6 separate regions of the Mus musculus genome follow, and all the other regions are linked to region 1. Evidence: chromatin contacts called from public HiChIP or PLAC-seq and promoter capture Hi-C data. All regions are on one chromosome and are shown on one strand. The core of a region is the stretch at or near the end of the contact, and the rest is flanking DNA. Distances in the headings are between cores, read along the strand shown.

The links. Promoter capture Hi-C pulls out the DNA fragments that hold promoters and counts their contacts. HiChIP or PLAC-seq counts read pairs in DNA pulled down with a chosen protein or histone mark. Capture Hi-C pulls out chosen DNA fragments and counts their contacts.
Region 2: a contact with region 1 is called in an H3K27ac HiChIP or PLAC-seq map of cardiomyocytes, with 3 times the contacts expected there. The contact joins the promoter of Ldlr here to the promoter of Atg4d in region 1. A contact is called at or near these places in 1 of 39 promoter capture datasets (neural stem cells) and 1 of 115 datasets of contacts at active chromatin or transcription factors (cardiomyocytes).
Region 3: a contact with region 1 is called in a promoter capture Hi-C map of adipose tissue. The contact joins the promoter of Dnmt1 here to the promoter of Atg4d in region 1. A contact is called at or near these places in 1 of 115 datasets of contacts at active chromatin or transcription factors (embryonic stem cells) and 3 of 9 other capture datasets (adipose tissue, embryonic stem cells and liver).
Region 4: a contact with region 1 is called in an H3K4me3 HiChIP or PLAC-seq map of embryonic stem cells, with 7 times the contacts expected there. The contact joins the promoter of Carm1 here to the promoter of Atg4d in region 1. A contact is called at or near these places in 4 of 39 promoter capture datasets (erythroid cells, fetal liver, hippocampal neurons and 1 more), 6 of 115 datasets of contacts at active chromatin or transcription factors (the SCID.adh cell line, embryonic stem cells and epiblast stem cells) and 3 of 9 other capture datasets (adipose tissue, embryonic stem cells and liver).
Region 5: a promoter capture Hi-C map of second pharyngeal arch cranial neural crest shows a contact between it and region 1. The contact joins the promoter of S1pr2 here to the promoter of Atg4d in region 1. A contact is called at or near these places in 10 of 39 promoter capture datasets (the HPC-7 cell line, cranial neural crest, embryonic stem cells and 7 more).
Region 6: a contact with region 1 is called in a promoter capture Hi-C map of pancreatic islet. The contact joins the promoter of Mrpl4 here to the promoter of Atg4d in region 1. A contact is called at or near these places in 1 of 39 promoter capture datasets (erythroid cells), 1 of 484 Hi-C or Micro-C datasets (embryonic stem cells), 2 of 115 datasets of contacts at active chromatin or transcription factors (both in embryonic stem cells) and 2 of 9 other capture datasets (liver and pancreatic islet).

What each region holds. Positions count from the first base shown.
Region 1 is chr9:21,263,827-21,266,904 of GRCm38.p6, reverse strand. Atg4d (autophagy related 4D, cysteine peptidase) reads right to left here and starts at 1,620. Exons shown (of 10, transcript NM_153583.10): 1 at 1,188-1,620; 2 at 83-166. The coding sequence starts at 1,422.
Region 2 is chr9:21,722,139-21,725,216 of GRCm38.p6, reverse strand. Ldlr (low density lipoprotein receptor) reads right to left here and starts at 1,641. Exons shown (of 18, transcript NM_010700.3): 1 at 1,373-1,641. The coding sequence starts at 1,439. It overlaps Gm26511 (a long non-coding RNA gene), which reads left to right and starts at 1,861. Exons shown (of 4, transcript XR_001779098.2): 1 at 1,861-3,078.
Region 3 is chr9:20,951,453-20,954,530 of GRCm38.p6, reverse strand. Dnmt1 (DNA methyltransferase (cytosine-5) 1) reads left to right here and starts at 1,552. Exons shown (of 39, transcript NM_001199431.1): 1 at 1,552-1,823. The coding sequence starts at 1,744.
Region 4 is chr9:21,545,358-21,548,435 of GRCm38.p6, reverse strand. It overlaps Carm1 (coactivator-associated arginine methyltransferase 1), which reads right to left and starts at 1,542. Exons shown (of 16, transcript NM_021531.6): 1 at 1,206-1,542. The coding sequence starts at 1,428.
Region 5 is chr9:20,975,111-20,978,188 of GRCm38.p6, reverse strand. It overlaps S1pr2 (sphingosine-1-phosphate receptor 2), which reads left to right and starts at 1,396. Exons shown (of 2, transcript NM_010333.4): 1 at 1,396-1,591.
Region 6 is chr9:21,001,137-21,004,214 of GRCm38.p6, reverse strand. It overlaps Mrpl4 (mitochondrial ribosomal protein L4), which reads right to left and starts at 1,478. Exons shown (of 9, transcript NM_023167.2): 1 at 1,218-1,478; 2 at 1,065-1,131; 3 at 811-961. The coding sequence starts at 1,274.

The DNA.
Region 1 (3,078 bases), core at 371-2,870:
ATGAGAACCAACTGGTCAGCCTGGCAATCAAGGAGAACCCTAGGAGACTTCCCCTACCCTGGTTCCAGATTTGACACCTCACCCTCTCCCTCGAAATGGTAGCATCGCCCGCAGAGGTGAACAGTGGAGATCTTGCTGAAGCTGGTCCGGCTTTTAACTGCCCAACCTGGGGAAACATGGAGTAGCTCGCAGCAATTTAAAGCACTCAAGTATCAGCAATGGGTCTTCCATTCCCCAGTGTTGAACTGGGCCTGATCCTAGCTGAGATGTCAGGGCGGCGGCTCTGCAAAATCCATGCCACACCACATCTGTCTGGAACACAGGTGGGACTTAGTCACATCTTCATAAGGACCCACTATCAACCCAGGGCCGTTCTATTCTGACTGTTGGGTTTTGCTGTAAATCTATAAAGCACATTTTTATTTTGTGTATGTGAGCTTGTGTATATATGTGGACAAGCAAGCACCACAGTTTGGGTCTGGAGTATAGAACATTGACAGGAGTGGGGGCTCTCCTTCCACCATTGGGGTCCAGGCTGGAGCTGAGGTCCTTAAGCTTGGTGACAAATGCCTTTAACTACTGCGGCATCTCACTAGCCTTTTTCCAATTTTTTTTTAAAATATCCACTGGTGTTTTGCCTGCATGTATACCTGTGTGAGGGTGTTAGATCCCATGAAACTGGAGTTACAGACAATTGTGAATTGCCATGTGGGTGCTGGTAATTGTTCCTCTGGAGGAACAGCCAAGGCTGCTGAGCAGTCTCTCCAGCCCCCTGTTTTCCGATTTTTTGAGACCCAGTCTCATGAGGAGCTCAAGTCAGCCTGGAACTTATTATATAGTCCAGGATAGCCTAGAACTCTTGGTAAACCTCCTGCCTCAGCATCCCAAGTGCTGGGATTACAGGTGTGAACCAACATCTATTAACTCTGTTCATACTATTGCACCTATGTTACAGAGGGCAGTAAACAGACCGCAGGAAAGCAAGGTATTTGGCCAAGGTCAAACAGGTGCAATGGGCGGAGCTTGAAAACCTTTCCCATTTAACCTGCCCCACGTCCAGGACTGGGAAGGGCGGAGGACCTGCTTGTGACTCCTCCTGGATGGGCTCATCCACAGGACAGGGTAAAGGTTTGGTTTCTTTTGCTCTGACCCCTCTGACACCCTTGACCAGTGCACCCCCTCCTCACCATACTTGACGTTGTTCCAGGCTGTCAGGAACTTGGCTTTGAACTTGTCCACCTCGTCGGGCTCGGCGGGGTCTGTCCCAGATGAACCGAGAGCTGCCACTCCGGACCCCGAAGGTCCCAGGTTGCTAGGATCCGGGATACGGGTTTGTCCCCTCGGCCGGCGACAATCGGCCCGGCGCGCGTCCTCCGAGCTCCCGCTGCGGTACTGCGCCGCAGCCGGCGACACGGAGTTCATGGACCCGCCGGAGAGGAAGGACGCAGGTGTCCCCGAGGTCCGGGGAACTGCGAACGCTCGGGAGCAGCCCCGCGGCCAGCACAGTGTTACTCTATACTCAGAGCCGGGCTCCCGGGTCCGGCTCTGGCCGCAGCGGATACCCGGGCTCCCACAGCCAGCGCCATCTTGGTGGCCCAGAGCACCCGGATACGGTGGGCTTGGCTAGCGAGCAAGCCACGCCCCTGTACAGTCCGCCTCCCTTGGACTCACCACACCCTCCTAATCTCACCGCGCAGGCGCAAGCGCGTCCCTGGGGGCCCTTATCTCAGACCAATGGGTCAGAGCCGGAGAAGCCACGCCCATTTACAGCCCTTTCTCAAGCCTTGCACACCCTTGTTCTGAATGACATCTCAAGCTGCGGACGCCGGACCTTCTCTCGCTCAAAAGTGCAGATTTCCCCGCCCTGCCACTCAAATTCCACTGCATTGAAGGTCCCATGTTCTGGGTGCGATACATGGGGCTTGTCGTGCCTGTGGAGATCTCGTAAGAGCCAACTCAGGTTCCTAGACAGCCAGCACCTTTATCGCATCTTTATCCGCTGAGCCATCTGAAGGGCCTTTCCAATGTTTTGAGACAAGCTCTCACTTAGACCTGACTCTCCTAAGGAGAATACATTCCGACTATTCAAGTCCTGCTTAGGCACACGAGCTCCGTTCACGCCCAGAACACATGCCCCGACCTGCAGTGAAATTGGAGAGCCCAGGCAGAGAACCCACCCTGGAGCTCAGGCTGGCCTCCAACTCATGGCTGCCCGCCTGCGTCAGCTTCTTTAGTGCTGGGGTACTCAAAGACTGAGCACACTGGCGATGGAGCTGAGTTGGTAGAGGGCCTAGCACACGTGAGGCCCTGTGTTCTATTCCCTGAAACCCAGAAACTGAGTGTAGTGGTGCATGAAACCCAAGTCTCTGAGGCAAAGGCAGGGGCACAGGCCCCTCCTCTGTTGTGCAAGGCGTTTGAAACCAGCCTGAGCTTCATGAGAACGAAAGAGACTGTGAACACAACAGAGTTTATCAACCCAGAACAGATGTCACCCTGGGGATGTGACTATCCCTGACCCATTGGTGCCCCATTGGTCATGATTCTCAGTGCCTCAGTTTTCTCCTGAGCAAAATTTGAGGGAGTTATCTGTAAGACTATAAAAGGAAAACGAGGGCTGGTGAGATGGCTCAGTGGGTAAGAGCACCCAACTGCTCTTCCGAAGGTCCAGAGTTCAAATCCCAGCAACCACATGGTGGCTCACAACCATCCGTAACGAGATCTGACTCCCTCTTCTGGAGTGTCTGAAGACAGCTATAATGTACTTCCATATAATAAGTAAATAAATTAAAAAAAAAAAAAAGGAAAACGATTTTGGCATTTTTTTTAGTGAATCTTTTTTATTTATTTATTTATTTTATTTTTATGAGAACGCTGTCGCTGTCTTCAGACACACCAGAAGAGGGCATCAGAATCCATTACAAATGGTTTTGAGCCACCATGTGGTTGCTGGGGATTGACCTCAGGACCTCTGAAAAAGCAGCCAGTGCCCTTAACTGCTGAGCCATCTCTCCGGCCCCAATTTTGGTATTTTGAGACCCTATCTTATGTAGCCCAGGCTGAGCTTGAACTTACAAGCTA
Region 2 (3,078 bases), core at 392-2,891, 460 kb before region 1:
TAGCTAAGTGTTTGTCTCAGTGTTCAACCTCTCCCCTCTCCCTCTCTCTTAGTCCAGGGTTCACTGTATAGCCCTGCCTGCCCTGGAAATCACAGGAATCCACCTGCCTCTGCCTTCCAGGTGCTGAGACTACAGGTGTGCCCCAGGATGCCCAGCTCAGCCAGGCTGTCTCAAGGAAGCATCCCCAGGGATTGTCCAGTTGACAGCTACTCACAGCTAACTGAAGGGCACTCCTGCCAAGCTCCTGTGGGGTCAGAACCGAAGCTGGTTCTGAGGAGGAAAAAGCAATTAAAATGTTCTTGGCCAGCCAGGCTGACTGCAAGAAAAGCAGTAACCCAGGCATTCATGGACCCTGGTTCTATCCATGGTGTCCCCAAATCCAGGCATGGTGGCACATGCCTGTCATCCCAACACTCCCGAGCTGAGGCAGGAGAATTAGGGGCTAGAGACTACACAGTGACTTATAGGCCAGCCTAGGCTACATGAGACCCTGTCTATAAAGTGAGGGAGAGGTGGAGCACTTTTCCCAGTGCTGCAAAGAAGTTGTTGGTGAGATTGTAACACCATCTCCCTTCCTGTCCAAATTCCAACGCCTCTCCTAAAACTAAAGTCCACTTTATGGATCTGTCCAATCCTACACGTTCAGAGAGTGGGAACGAACCAGGCCTGCAAAAGTCTTTGCCAGGTCCCTGGCCCTCCCTGCCTGATGGTCTCAGCTACGGGTGTCTGGGTTGCCTGAGGCACATCTGCACCAAACCAGGGAAGTAGGGACAAGGTAGGGACTGAAGGCTCACAAGGAGGACCCAGCCGGCCCGGATGTGTAGCCCCACCCCACCCGGGAGGGTCGTGCAAGCCACGCCCCTGAACATCATCCTCTTCCTCCATTGGGCGAGGGGAGTGGCTCGAGGCTCGCCTGTTCCGGCTGCACCCAATAGGAGCTCGGGGGTGCGGTGGGAGGTGGGGTTAGGGCGGAGTTTTGGGGCACGCGGCAGTAGCCGGGTTTGAGTGCAGTGTGGAGACCCCCAAGTCCTGTAACTACGACTAGCGACCCCAAAGTTGAACAGCTGGGCCTGGGTCTCCCCAGCCCTTAAAACGAATGATGGGACCCCTCCTCTTGGATTCCCTCACACATAGCTCTGAAAGACACCTCTGACTTGGGAGAGCACCCACCGGACTCCCCAAACCCACTCTGACCCCCTACAGCTCTGGCACCCTATTTCCAAAACACTTCCCTCCAGCCACGTGGGAAGGACATCACATCAAGTTCGCACGAATGGTTGTATTTCTCGACCAAAAATAAAACCACTCGGGGCTCTCCGAGTTCAGGACGGCTGCCCCTGACCCCGGGCAGGCTCCTGGCGCAAAGCCTTACCTGCAACTCCGGCAGCAGCCAGGAGCAGGGCGATGACCCAGCGACGCATCAGATCCGCGGTGCTCATCCTTAGCTTCTGCGTTGCGTCCTCACTCGGATCACAGACCCCGAAATGTTCCCGCTGCAAACACTGGATCGCGGGCCCCACGGTGTCTCGGCTGCGAATCTGGGCTCGCAAGCCTCACGGTGTCCCGGCTGCAAACTACGCCGCACGCCCAGAGTCATTCCCAGTACTAGGGGCGAGGTTTCCAGGCGGGGGAGGAGTCTGCAATGGGGTGATTTTCAAAAATCTTCACCTCACTGAGCGGGGAGGAGCTTGGAACGGCCGATGTGACATCGTCTCTTTTAACCCCTGAAGCTCCCGCAGCAGTGGGAAGTTCCTCAAATTCCTCCCACAGAATTTCACCGCTTCCCGGACACTTAGCCGCCCGCGTTGCTGTTTGAGTGTTCAAGGGACGACCCACGCCCTTCCACACCCTGGGTCGCCTTCTGACGCTTTCCTTTCCACCTCCAAAGCAAAACAGAAGTATGCGAAGCCCCCTCCCACCCCCGACCCCTACACTTCTTGCAGCAAGTTTGCTTTCCTGTCTAGGAATGGGCACATAGATTTCTGACCCAAGTACAGTTGCAGGTTTTATCTGGATCCGTCCATAAACACAAACACTCAGCGAGAAATGTATATAAAACGCGGCGGCGTGTGCGGGTGAGCGAGTTGGCTCAGTGGGTGAGGGTGCAAGCCTGAAGACCTGAGTTTGATCCCAGGGATCCACATACTGGAAGGAGAGAGAACCAGAACCAACTCCAGCAAATTGTCCTCTAACTTCCACACACACTCCCCTGTACTAATTAATTAATTAGAAAGAAGAAACATTACTTGGTTTGGGGGGTAGGACCCAGTAGTTAGAATAATTATAATTATTAATGGAAGAATTCCATAGCAAGATATGGTAACACTGAAACTAGGAAGAAGGCAGGCAGATCTCTGTGAGCAAAGTCCAAACTGGTCTGGACAGCAAGTTCCAGACTAGCCTGGGCTACACAGATTCTGTTTCCTCCTCCTCTTCTTTCCTTCTTTCTTTCTTTTCTTTCCTTTTCTTCTTTTGTTTTGTTTCTGTTTCTGTTTGTTTTGTTTTTCAAGACAAGGTTTCTCTGTGTAGCCCTGGTTGTCCTGGACTCTGTAGACCAGGCTGGCCTAGAACTCAGAGATCTGCCTGCCTCTAACTCCTGAGTGCTGGGATTAAATGTTGAGTGTTTACTACCACCCCACTACCACCTGTCAAGAGACCCTGTTTCAAAGCTAAAGTTGAAATTATTTTAAATAATTCATCTGAGAATCAATGGGTTCCTTCCTGTGTTGACAGAAATGTTGATTTTTGGTTTATTTCCTTAGGCACCTGCTGGTACCGCTTTATCCTGTTACAAGGAGTTGAACACACAGAAGGGCATCTCTTCCCTCGAAGCAAAACCAACCACATGTGGCCTTTTTCCCCTCTTGACACTGGATGGCTAAACCAGAAGGCTGTCTGCCATGGATAGAGAAGTTTTGATGAATCAAAGGCTTAGGGATTTTCTAAAAGGGACTCAGATTCTGTCCCTGCCTAGCTCCCTGCAGAACAAACCAGGGCTAGTGTGTTGGCTTAGTGCATGCAGCCAGGACTGACCTGATGTGAGTTCAAATCCGAGGACCCACATGAGAGGAGAGAACT
Region 3 (3,078 bases), core at 303-2,802, 310 kb after region 1:
CATGTGGTTGCTGGGAATTGAACTCAGGACCTCTGGAAGAGCAGTCAGTGCTCTTAACTACTGAGCCATCTCTCCATCCCCAGTGCCTCAGGATTTTTAAAGTTAGGTTTGTTGGGAAAAGTTCTTTAACAATTTCACATTTGTGTACATGTGCGTGGGTATGTGATGTCAACTTACACACATGGTCAGAGGGAGACTACTTCTGGCTCAGTTCTCTCAGCTGTCTTTCTGGTCCTCGGTCATTCTTTTATTCATCTGGTGCTAGGGATGACTCCCAAGGCTTCTGCTGTGAGGTTAATATTCTGCTGTTGAACTGTATATTCTAAATCCTTCCATACCATGTGGAAGGTAAATAGAAAATATCATTTCTCTGCGATCTGCTTTTTTTTTTTTTATTAAACCCAGATGGCAGAAGTGGTTCCTGGCCTTACCACTATACTACTTCATTGGTATATTGGTCCAGTTCACTTCTGAATTATCTTTTTAAGGAGGTGATTTCAGCTCTGATAGATGAAGCCACTGAGGAAGAGTCCAGATGGTGTGCTCATGGTCGTTTTAGAGGACAAGGGGGTGAAGATGGGGTTAGACGGGAGGCCTTTTGTTTAAGGGTTCATGTATTTCTTACCAAAATGGTAACAAAAGATGAGCAGAAGGGGAGGGGGATAGAGTTATGCCTATAGTTTCTCCTTCTGAAGATGTAAGTTCCAGAAATATGGATCATGGACATATAGTTAGACACTACAGAACCACACATTTCATCTTCCAGTGAAGATGGTAGTTACAGTGGGGCATACCCATAAATCCATCACTCAAGACCAGAGAGAGGCAGGAGGTCTGAACTTTAAGATCAACCATATTATCTATTGTATAGATAGTAAAGTCAAGCCTATCTTGGGTTAAAAAATTGTTGGTGCATTTAAGAGCAGTGTCCACAGCGGCCTTCCCCTGGAAGTGGAGTTACAGGGCTTCGAGTGGCTGGATGTGGGTGGGTGCTCTCCAGGGAGGAAGCTAGCCACTGCGCAGACAAGCCCACTTTTGTTTGTTTTGTTTTGAGACTGGCTTTCTCTGTGTGGCTCTGGCTGTCCTAGAACTCCACTGTATAGACTTGGCTGACCTCAAACTGAGATCTGCCTGCCTCTGCCTCCTTAGTGTAAGGGACTGCAGGCATGCGCCACCACCGCCTACCTTTTTCCTTTTTCAAGAAGATTTTGTTTTTAGACCAGGCTCAATACACAGAGATCCTCTGGCTTTTGCATTCTGAGTGCTGGAATCAAATGCATGCATGCCACAGCCTCTGCCAGACTCAAAAGATTTTTTTTTTTTTAAAGTTGTGTTTGTGCATGTGAGTGCAATGCCCATAGAGGCCAGAAGAGGCTGTAGGACCCCCTGGAAGTGGAATTACAGGGGCTTGGAGCGGCTGGATGCGGGTGCTGGCAAGCAAACCAGAGTCATCCTCTGCAAGAGCAGCACTACCTGCTCTCAAGTGCCGAGCCACCTCTTCAGGCAAGGGGGAGGTGGGTGGCGCCAGTCGCAGCACGGACGAGCCCACTATAGCCAGGAGGTGTGGGTGCCTCCGTTGCGCGCATGCGCACTCCCTTCGGGCATAGCATGGTCTTCCCCCACTCTCTTGCCCTGTGTGGTACATGCTGCTTCCGCTTGCGCCGCCCCCTCCCAATTGGTTTCCGCGCGCGCGAAAAAGCCGGGGTCTCGTTCAGAGCTGTTCTGTCGTCTGCAACCTGCAAGATGCCAGCGCGAACAGCTCCAGCCCGAGTGCCTGCGCTTGCCTCCCCGGCAGGCTCGCTCCCGGACCATGTCCGCAGGCGGTAGGTGCCACGCAGGGTGGGGGTGAGGGGCGGGACCGATGCCGAGGCATATATTGGGGGTATCTCCGGGTGGCCCTGCGGCCGCTGACAGCCAGGGCGCGCATGCGCGGGGCAGCGTTTGGCGCGGGCTGTGCTTCCTGTCGCGCGTGCCCTTAGCTGTTGGCGCCAAAATGGGTGGGGGCCGGGGTGCTGGCAAGCCCATTGACTGGGAGCTTGAGGGAGCAAGGGGATCAGCCCTCTGAAATAGAACAAGCTTGGGGACACCCTCAGGGGTTCCCCTCTTTGGTCAGCCAGGCTCCTGGGTGTGCAGGAAGTGCCCCTCTCCCGGCCTGTGGACACCCTGAAGCCCCCACTCCGCTCCAGCCTCCACTTCCGGTGCCCTGCAGATCCCGCCGCGCCCACCCGAGGGTCCCTCCGCCGGTTCCCCTGGCCCTGGTTCAGAAGGGCCCTCCTTCCCAGCCCCGCTGTCAAGTCCTAGGACCTTTTCTCTCTCATCCTGCCGGGCCGGGCCTGGGCAGCTTGAAGCCCTCGTGGGATTTTGTTTTGTTTTCATCCTAACGTAAAGGAGCTCCTGCGATCCTGGAGCTATCAAAGAGACTCTGCCTGGAAAGAGCTGGTGCTGCAGAATGGGCCCTCCACTTTGGCAGTGACATAACTCTGTCCCGAGATCCCAGAGCAATCGAGGAAACCTTTAACTCCATTCAAAGTGTTTATCAGGGGGAAGGAAAGATGAATGGTAGTGAGATGTCTCGGCCCCCGCCCTATTATTTTAGCCCCTGTAAACCAGTTCTTTCGGTCCTGGCGCCATCGAGGAAGCTTTTTACATTGTCCAGTGTTTATTTCGAGGAGTGAGGGATGGCAGGTAAAGTCCCCCATTTCAGTGCATATGAATCCCCCCTCTCCCCCCCCCCTCCCCAAGCAATCAAGGAAGACCTGGGTAATGGGCCCTCCACTAGTACCTTCCACGCCTCCATGAGGACGGCTGTGTGCAAGGATTGGCGGGAACACTGGATCCCGCTTCCTGTTCCAGAAGGGCATCGTCAATCCGTTCATTCCTGAAAGCTTGTCCCGCGCGTCATTGAGCATTAGTCATAGGTGCCCTGCTAGTGCTGGACACATCCCAACCCGATTCTGAGTCTGCTTTTGCTATCCCGGGGGTTAGTTTACTGGGGTGATGCCAGGCCGATTCCCATTTGAGCTTTGGGGGATAAAGTGGGAGAAGCGGCTGAATTCCCCTTGTCAAACACCCCTGCCC
Region 4 (3,078 bases), core at 293-2,792, 280 kb before region 1:
CCCTGGTACCCTGGCTAGCCAAACACCACTGGCTTGCTTAGGGGTCTGTAGTCCTAAAGAGCTTCGTTCTTTAGTCTGTGAAATTCCCCTTTCTCTCGTGTGATCAAGGAGACCCCAGCTCTGCCCAAGCCCCCAAAGGTGCCCCACACTTGGGAACCAGACACTTCTTTCTCCTGTGTGTTTCAAAGTCAAGGCAAAGAGAGGAGAATCAGTCTGAACAGACTGCTACACACATTTCCCTTTCCAACAACACCCCATTACCAAGGAGTAGAAAAAAATTCCCACAGGTTAAAATCGATCCCATCTTCCTTGGTGGCCCCTTAAGAGCATCAGTGAACGAAATCCTGGGAGACAAAGACCAGTGAAACACAAGAGCAAATCCATCTGAGGAATCCGTCAGAAGAAAGAGTAGCAAGAGCAAGGAAGAATGAAAGGTGGAACTACAAAGCTGGGGGGGGGGGTGCACTTCGAAAACACACTAGTGATCCCCCCCCTTGTTTTCCCCACTGAAATGTCAGTTTTTGAAGCAGCTTCTGATAATGTCACCAGCTTCTCACGTTCTTAAAAAAGACAGGAGGCGCGTGGCGAGGGAGGTGGCTTGTTACCTCTTGACTTCTAAAGCCGGCCATCAGCCAGCCGGCCTTCCCCTCTTCCACGTTTCCATGGGGGATGGGCTTGGGAATCTCTATCAGGAAGGGCTCTGTCCTAAGTCCCAAAGTTTACCCACCCTGGTGGGTGTGTGGGTGGGGGATCCCGAATCCCAAGTCCTCCACAAGGGCGGCACCCAGTCTTCCCGGTGTTACACACTGAAAACCACTTTTCAAATGTCCGTGTGTGAGGAGGATGTCCCCTGAGATGAGATCCACAAACCACACCCGCTCAAGAGCCCTCCCAATCACTCCCTCTCTCCAGTCCCCTCTACAATCCCCCCAGAATCCTCGGGGCCCCACTTCCTGCCACGCGCCCCCCTACCCCACCCGCTGCAAATCTCAGGCCCGCGACTCTTATTTCCCGCGCCCCTCTTCGGGCTCCAAGGTCCCCACGCACACCCTCTCTGCTATCTCGCCCGCGGGCAGCAGGAGCCGCGTGTACAAGCTCGGCCCGAGTCCCCCCCCCCCCCCAACCCTCCGCCGCCTGCCCCCTCCCCGGGCGCCCGCGCCGCCGGCCTCGTGCGCCGCCGTCCCCAGGGTGTCCCCAGCACTCACGGCTGTAGAGGGCGATGCCCGCCGCGTCTGGTCCGGCGCGCACCTCAAGGCGCAGCGCCTGCTGCTCCGCGTGCCGCTGGATCTCGCCGTTCGCGTCGCCGATAGTGAGGAGGCGGGCGCCCGGGAACACAGACACTGTAGCGCAGGGCCCCGCGCCGCCCGGGCCCGCCACCCCAGCGCTCCCCGCACCCGGCCCCACCGCCGTCGCTGCCGCCGCTGCCATCTTAGGTCCGGCTCCAGGCCCCGCTGCCACCACGGCCACCGCCACCGCCGCACCCGGGCCCAGGCCGCCGCCGCCGCCGCCGCCGCCGCTGCCGCCGCCGCGCAGGCCGAGGCCGAGGCCGAGGCTGGCAGCGCGCCGCCTGCCGGCCACGCGACGCCTCGCCGCCGCCGCCGCCGCCACGGGCCGGCTCGGTGGCGCAGCGCCCCCTCCTGGCGCCTGAGGGAGCCGGGCGAGCGCAAGCACGACGGGGGTGGGGCCGGCCCCACCCCGCGGGAACGGTCGCTGCTTTGTGAGGTGGCTGAGCCTCCCGGGCAGGCCGGGTGAAGGCGCCTACGTTGGGAGGCGGTGCCCCGCAGTATGACACGCCCCCAGGGATGCTAAGCCCCGCCCCGAGGCAGCGTTGTGCGAACCGAGGCGCTTTGTGCCACCGCGCACAGCTCTGGAGAGATGGGCAGGGCATGCGTCGGGAGGCGGTGCTTAGCCTTCCCGGCACGCCCCCGGAATGATCAGGCGGCCCCACCCCCCGCTCCGGGCCGGCGACCGGTGATCCACGGTGATCCACAGCCCTTTGTACCACAGGGCGTTTCAGGAGGCAATGCTTGGCCGCTCGGACACGCCTCTGGGGCCAGACCCACCCACAGGCCGGCAGCGAGCGAACCACCATGCTTTGTGCCACTGTGAGCATAGCTCAAGAAAAGTGGAGAGGCGTGAGTCGGAGAACTAAGAAGAAACGCCTCCTCCAGGGCTGAGCTCCGCCCCTAGGCTGGCGTGCTGCGTACTCCCCCAGTACTCTTGGGGGTGAGGCGTTTGTCAGAAGGAGGCGCTCAGCTACTTTATACACCCGGAGGAGGGCTGGCTCCGCCCCCAGGAGGGACGGTTACTAGCAGAATGCAGACGGTGCTCTGCATCTTTTTGTCAAGGGACGGTGTTCTGATCCACGAAACCCTCCCTCGGAGAGTTCGGGCCCCTCCGGGCCAGTGTCCTGCAAACAACCTCTCCTGAGCTTGAGGAAAGACAAGAACCGTTTCCAAACCCAGGTGATTCGGCCACGCCCCCAAGTTAAGGTTCCGCCCTGTACGTTCCCAGGTAAGCTCCGCCTTGATCCCGTCCCACTGGTAAGAAAAGGCCCTGTGATAGGTGTGCTCTGGTTTGCAGGCTCGCACCCAGCTGGGGCCCCTTCCCATGCTGCTCTGGGATAAAGGCTTTTCAAGCCGCGCTCCAGAGCTTGGCCTTCACAAAGAACTTCAAGGCAGTAACTTTAATTCTTTAGCTTCTCCACTAGGACCTCTCCTTTTCACTAGTTAACTCTCAGGTCCCCCAGTGAACTCACAGTGGCCAGTCACTTGTTCACTTTTGCTGGGCCTCTTAGAACTCTAATTTACGTACCCCCTCCTGGGCCTCCGCAAGACTCACAAAAGACTCAACCCTTTCCCAAGTCATCCCTCCCATCTAATGGTGCAAGCACACAATCTCAGGCAGCCAGGACCCACAAAGTGAAGAGTAAAAACGCACTCTGCTGGGCAGTGGTGGCACACACCTTTAATCCCGATGCTCAGGAGGCAGAGGCTGGCAGTCCTTGAGTTCCAGGCCAGCCTGGTCTACAGAGTGAGTTCTAGGACAGCCAGGACTACACTGAAAAACCCTATCTCA
Region 5 (3,078 bases), core at 147-2,646, 290 kb after region 1:
TGTGCATGTGTGTACACGGGCCCTTGAGGCTGAAAGGGTCAGATCCCCTGGGGCTGGACTCAGAAGTTGTCAGGTCTGTGGGTGCTGGGACATTCTGTTCTCTGCAAGAGCAGGAAGTGCTCTTGACCATTAGAGGCACCTCTTTAGCGCCTTTTAAAAATTTATTAATTTTAACTTTATACCCATGTGCGTGCATGCACGTGGGTGTGTACATGTACGTGGGTGTGTGCATGTGCCTCAGCAGCAGGCCTTGGAGGTCACAGGACAACTTGCAGGAATTGGTTCTCAATTTCCACCTTGTGGGTCCCAGGCAAGGCCTTACCCACTGACAACTCACAGCCTCCTGGAACTCACTCTGTAGACCAGGCTGGCCTTGAACTCAGAAATTCGCCTGCCTCTGCCTCCCGAGTGCTGGGATTAAAGGCGTGCACCACCACGCCCGGTTTTGTTATTCTTTTTTAAATGCATTTATTATTATTGTACATGTATCAGTGAATGAATGTAGGTGCAGCAATGCCAGTGTGCCCTGTGGAGGTCAGAGGCCAACTTTGCTTCCAGGGACTGACCTCAGGTCAGGCTTCCAGACAAGCCCTTTCCCCTCCCTGCCTAGTGGAGCTGGACAGCTGACCTTCTGTCACTCACTCTAATTTTGGATTTTTTTTTCACCCTGAGTTGTTTGGAGGGAAGGAGCCAACAGGATCATGTGATCCAGATTGGCCTTGAACTCTAAAACAAACCTCCTGCTTCTACTTCACAAGTTTGGAATTAGAGGCCCAAGCCACCATTCCATATTTTTGCAGTGTTGAGGATGCATGCTAGGCAAACACTCAACCACCTGCCTCCACATCCCTGCCTGTTGTTTTTCAGAAAGGGTCTTGAGCAGGCAGTGGCTTAAGGTTGCTAAGAGGACCCTGAACTCCTGATCTTCCCACCTCCCAGGTGGCAGATGCTGGAATGACAGGCATATGTGCCACAAAGCCCAGTTGGATCTGGGAGTTCTTACCAAGTCTTCTGTTTGGGGGGCTGGGTATGATACAGTGTAGGAATTTATTTCTTGTAGAAACACATAGTAGGTGCTTAATCTTGAATTGCTGAGTTCTCACATAGTAGGTAAGTGTGATTTCCTCCATTTCCAGGTCCCAAGCATTAGCCTGGCGCTAAGCCAAATGGAATACAGTTGTTTCAGTACTAGGTCACCTGGGTTAAGAGAGCTGTGACGTCACGCGGCCGTGACATCATGCCACGGCAGTTCTCACGAGTGGGGGTTGGGAGGAGCAGGGCAGGAGTGTGTGTGTGGGGGTGTGGACAAAGGGGCCCTGCTCTTCCCCCGTGCGCGCCCTGGCTAACTGGCGGGCCACATCTGGAATTCATTGCAAGTCGCCGCCGGAAAGAGGAGGAGAGGAGGGCGGGGCGAGCAGGGAGTTGGGGCCGGAGGCAGCGGCTCTGCCCGCCTCTCTCTTGTCCTGGGTCCCCAACTCCGGGACATAGACCGAGCACAGCCAACAGTCTCCAAAACCAACCACTGGCTGTCCCGGGGCGCAGACGCCAAGGCCACTCAGGCCAGGGCAGGGACCCCGGCCGGCCTAGCCAGGTGAGCGCGCGGGGCAGAGGGGAGGTTCCGATCTGGGCGGCCGCGGTTCACGGAGACCCTGAGATCCCAGCTGGGGGGCCCGGTCCGGGGTCAGGCGCTCGTACAGGCGTTGCACGCGCTGCTCCAGGCTCTGCTGCACCGAGGGAACAGATCATCTACCATGCGCCCCTGCCCACTACTCCAGGCAGCTCGCCACCTACTCAGTGGCGCACCCCCAGACTGAGCTCCCCGCCTTCCTTCGGGCAGGAAGTTGGCGCTGAAGAGAAAGGCGGAATCCGAGCGCTTTGAGCTGGAGACTTTGCAAGACTGGATGGGGGTTCTCAGGAAGCAGGGTTTGGGGCAGTGAGGTTGTTGGGGAGAGGTGCAGCATCCCTTCTTCTCTGTCTCCGGCTAGGATGAAAGGTGCTACGGACGAGCGAGCGGGGAAAGCTTTCAGAGTTCATGGGCGGGGTCCCCGGCGAAGGCCGTCGCCCCACCGCCTGTGAGACTAGTTTTTTGCCTCAGTTTCCAGTTAGTTGCCCCTCTCTTTCAGTCTCTCTTTCGGAAGAATCACTTTGTATCGAAGGAAAGGGACATTAACTGCAAAGTCCAGGTGTCTCCTTTTCCTAGCTCAGGGATGGGGCGTAGGAGTGAAGGAAGGCACGCGTGGCGTGGAGTCCGCGTTGTCGCGGGCTACACGGCGTTGGGACCTCGCCCCCCTCTAGAGCATGGGTTGACTCACCCGGGGATTTCCACCTCCCCACCCCCGTCCCTATCCTTGTTGTTAGATGCCCGAGGCGACACCCGCAGAGCCTACTGTCCCCTGCGGGGCAACATGGGAGCATCACTGAGGGGGGGGGAGGGAATGAAGTAGCTGTAGTTACTCTCTCCAGTGCCCCAGGAATCTGGATGTGGGGGGCCTCTGGTGGGGTGCAGAAATGTGGCCACCCCCTGTTGCTTTGTGCAGGATAGGGACATCCTGCGCGCGTGTCGGGGTCTCAGGAGAGAGAGATGGCGCCGCCCCAGCGCAAGCGAGTGTGGATACCACGCATTCCTCGGCCTGATAAGGAGCTGGAGAGTGCTGCCTGAGCCAGGCGGGTCTTACTGTCGCCAAGGAGACGCGCCCGGCTTCAGCTTCCTATAGTGGTAGGGTAGGGGTGCTGCCAGGAGATGTCCCCATGCTTTGCATGCGAACGAGCCCCCCAATTTCAGGCTCTTTCATTCATTCATGCGCCTGCCTCGCTTGCACCAAGCAAGAGAGGCTGAGGGTGAACTTGGTAGCTGGCCTCACACGATACTGTGGAAAACAAGATCATTTCCGATGATAAAGTCAGATGCTCTGATAGAAATTAGGGGTGGGCTGTGCTGGGTAAAATGCCTTATTTCTTTAATCCCAGTGCTCAGGAGACTGAGTTAAGGGGCATCTTTGTGAACTCAAGGCCAACCTGATCTACGAAATGAGTTTCTGGTCAACCCGGATTACACAGTAAGACCCTGTCCCAAAAACA
Region 6 (3,078 bases), core at 229-2,728, 260 kb after region 1:
TATTATATGTAAGTACACTGTAGCTGTCTTCAGACACTCCAGAAGAGGGCATCAGATCTCATTACGGGTGGTTGTGAGCCACCATGTGGTTGCTGGGATTTGAACTTCGGACCTTCGGAAGAGCAGTCGGGTGCTCTTACCCACTGAGCCATCTCACCAGCCCAGTATTTTTATTTTTACTTATGGTGTCATGTAGCCCAGACTGGTCTGGAACTCACTATGCAACCTTGACCATTAATTTCTTGATTCTCTTATTTCCACCTCTACAGTGCTGGTGGGGTTAGAGGTGTGGGTTACCAGGACATGTGTATGCTATAGAAGGGAACCCAGGACAAGGTGCATGCAGGCAAGCCCTCTAACAGTGCACACCTCCAGCCCTAATAAAAAACACTTCTAGAGAATTTTCTCTGTTGTGGATTAATCTACCTAGTCGTCACACAACTTCTTTTGTTGTTGTTGTTGTTGTTGTTTTTGTTTTTGTTTTTTGAGACAGGGTTTCTCTGTGTAGCCCTGGCTGTCCTGGAACTCACTTTGTAGACCAGGCTGGCCTCGAACTCAGAAATCTGCCTGCCTCTATCTCCCAAGTGCTGGGATTAAAGGCATGAGCCACCACCACCCGGCTGTCACCTAACTTCTTGAGGTCTGACAAAACGGAGACCCAAGCACAAGAGAGCAAGGCAGGATGTAATAGGTCAGGGTGACAGCAGGGTTGAGTCATTCGCCTTCCAGCCCTGTAGCAGCGAAACTGATCACCCCTTTTGTCAAGTGGAGAAACCACGGCAAGTTCCTCCCATTGCACCCTGCACTCACCGAGGCGCCGTTGCAAACACGTCGGGGTGCAGCTCCGCCAGGCCGATGCGCTCCTGCTCAAAGCCTCGGAGAGACTCGACCCAGGCTTGCACCGGACGCCGGTGCACTGGGATCCGGAGCTCACACTTGCGCAAAACAGGATCTAGGAGACCTGGCGGGGGGTGACAAATGAGCGGTCAAGGGTCAGGATCAAAGCTCAGTACCTTCTGTGCTATCTCCCCCCACTCTGTGTGTCAAGGTCCCGGTCGTCTCACCAGCGCTATCTCGCGGCTCTGAAATCTCGGCCGGCCGCTCCGCGCCTTCCGCTAGAGAGTGGATGACCTGGAAAATGACAGGCGGGAGTTAGAGGTGCTCTCGGAGGTTCTCAACCTTTGACCTCCGGCCTTGACCTCAGCTCAGTGCCCTACCCGGGAGCCAGAGAGTCGAAGCGAGGCCCGGGAAGCGGCCTGGAACAACCGCAGCATCTCGGAGGACCTCTCGCAGCGCCGAGGTCGCTGCGGTACGGACGCTCGCGGCGGTGGCTGATGACGTCGTATGTGCGCCGGGTACGTCACGAAGGCGATTCCGCCGCCATCAGCGCCAGGTCCCGAAGCCTGAGGCTGTGGATCAGCTCCACTTGACAGCCGGAAGCCCCGACACCGGAGAGCCAGAGCCGGGTGCCGGGAAGCAAACCCCAGAGACGCGGTTCTCTTTTAACCAATGAACCTCAAGTATTGATGGAGGGTCCGCCCATACCTGGGCGGTACCTGGCTAATAAGCGTTTATCTTTTTTATTGAACGTGGATGAGCCTCCTGCTACACTGCGTATTTTGCCTACATTTTTTTCCTGTGTCTTTCTCTCCCTTTACCATTATTGATATGAATTGACTTTTGTCTTTTAGAGTAAGGGTCTCACTCCTGACTCACCCTATGCAGCGCAGGGCGACCTCGAACTCAGAGAGATCCACATGATTCTGATTCCTGAGTACTGAGACTAAAGATGTGTGCTGGGCTGGGCCGTGGTGTTGCATGATTTTAATTCTAGCACTCAGAAGCAACACTGCAATTCGAGGCCAGCCTGGTCTATATAGTACATAGTGACTTCAGAGTGAGACCCTGTCTGGAAATTAAGAAAAAAATTTTAAAGGTGTGTGCCATGTCCATGTCATGTGGCTATTTTTCGCTTTTTCAATATATATGTATTTTAATTTTTTACTTTTAAGAAATATTTTATTTATTTTATACATATAAGTGCTCTGTTTGCATGCCTGAAGAGAGCATCAGATCCCATTATAGGTGGCTATGAGCCACCATGTGGTTGCTGGGAATCGAACTCGGGAAGAGCAGACAGTGCTCTTAACCACAGAGCTATCTCTCCAGCTCCTATTTTAGTTTTCTTAATTTATTTTTGTGTTTGAGTGTGGAAGTAAGAAGACAACTCAAGGGAGTTGCGATTTCCTTTCACTCTGTGGATAGAACTCAGGCCATCCAGTTTGGTGGCAAGCCACCTAACCAGCTGAGCCATCTCAAACGCCATCCTATTCTTTTGTAAACAAGGCTTCTCTGTGTAGCCAAGGATGACCTTGAGTTCAGAGTCTCCCTGTCTGGCTTCCGGAGGTCTGGATTGCTGGTTGTCTGCACCGCTATGCTTACATGACCAGGTGAATCTAATTTTATCTGATCTTCCCTCCCCCTCTCTTTGGTGTGTGAAGGGGTCTGATTTGGCTGGCCTTGAACTCTGTGTAGTCAAGAGTAACCTTGAATTTCTGATTCTTTTTTTTTTTTTTTTTTTTTGAGACAGGGTTTCTCTGTGTAGCCCTGGCTGTCCTGGAACTCACTCTGTAGACCAGGCTGGCTTCGAACTCAGAAATCCGCCTGCCTCTGCCTCCCGAGTGCTGGGATTAAAGGCATGCGCCACCATGCCCGGCTGAATTTCTGATTCTTCTGCCCCCCACCTCAAGAGTCCTGAGATTATATGTATGTGCCACCATGCTGGTTTATTTAGTGCTAAAGATCAAGATGTTTGTGCAGTTTAGGTGCCCTAGCAGCTGAGCCATCTCTCCAGCCCCTATGGGGTTTATTTATTTGTTGAGAGAGAACTCCAGTATGTAATCTTGAAATCCTCCAGCCTCCTCTTTCCAGATGTGTTTGATTCTTTAAATGAAAGTCCTGCCAGAAAGCTTTCAGTATTTCTTAGATTCTCCAGGGCTGGCTATATCCCTCTGAAATCCCTCCTATCAGCCCTGTGTCCCTCCACTCACATCTAATCCAGGATCCTGCCCCCTGTCC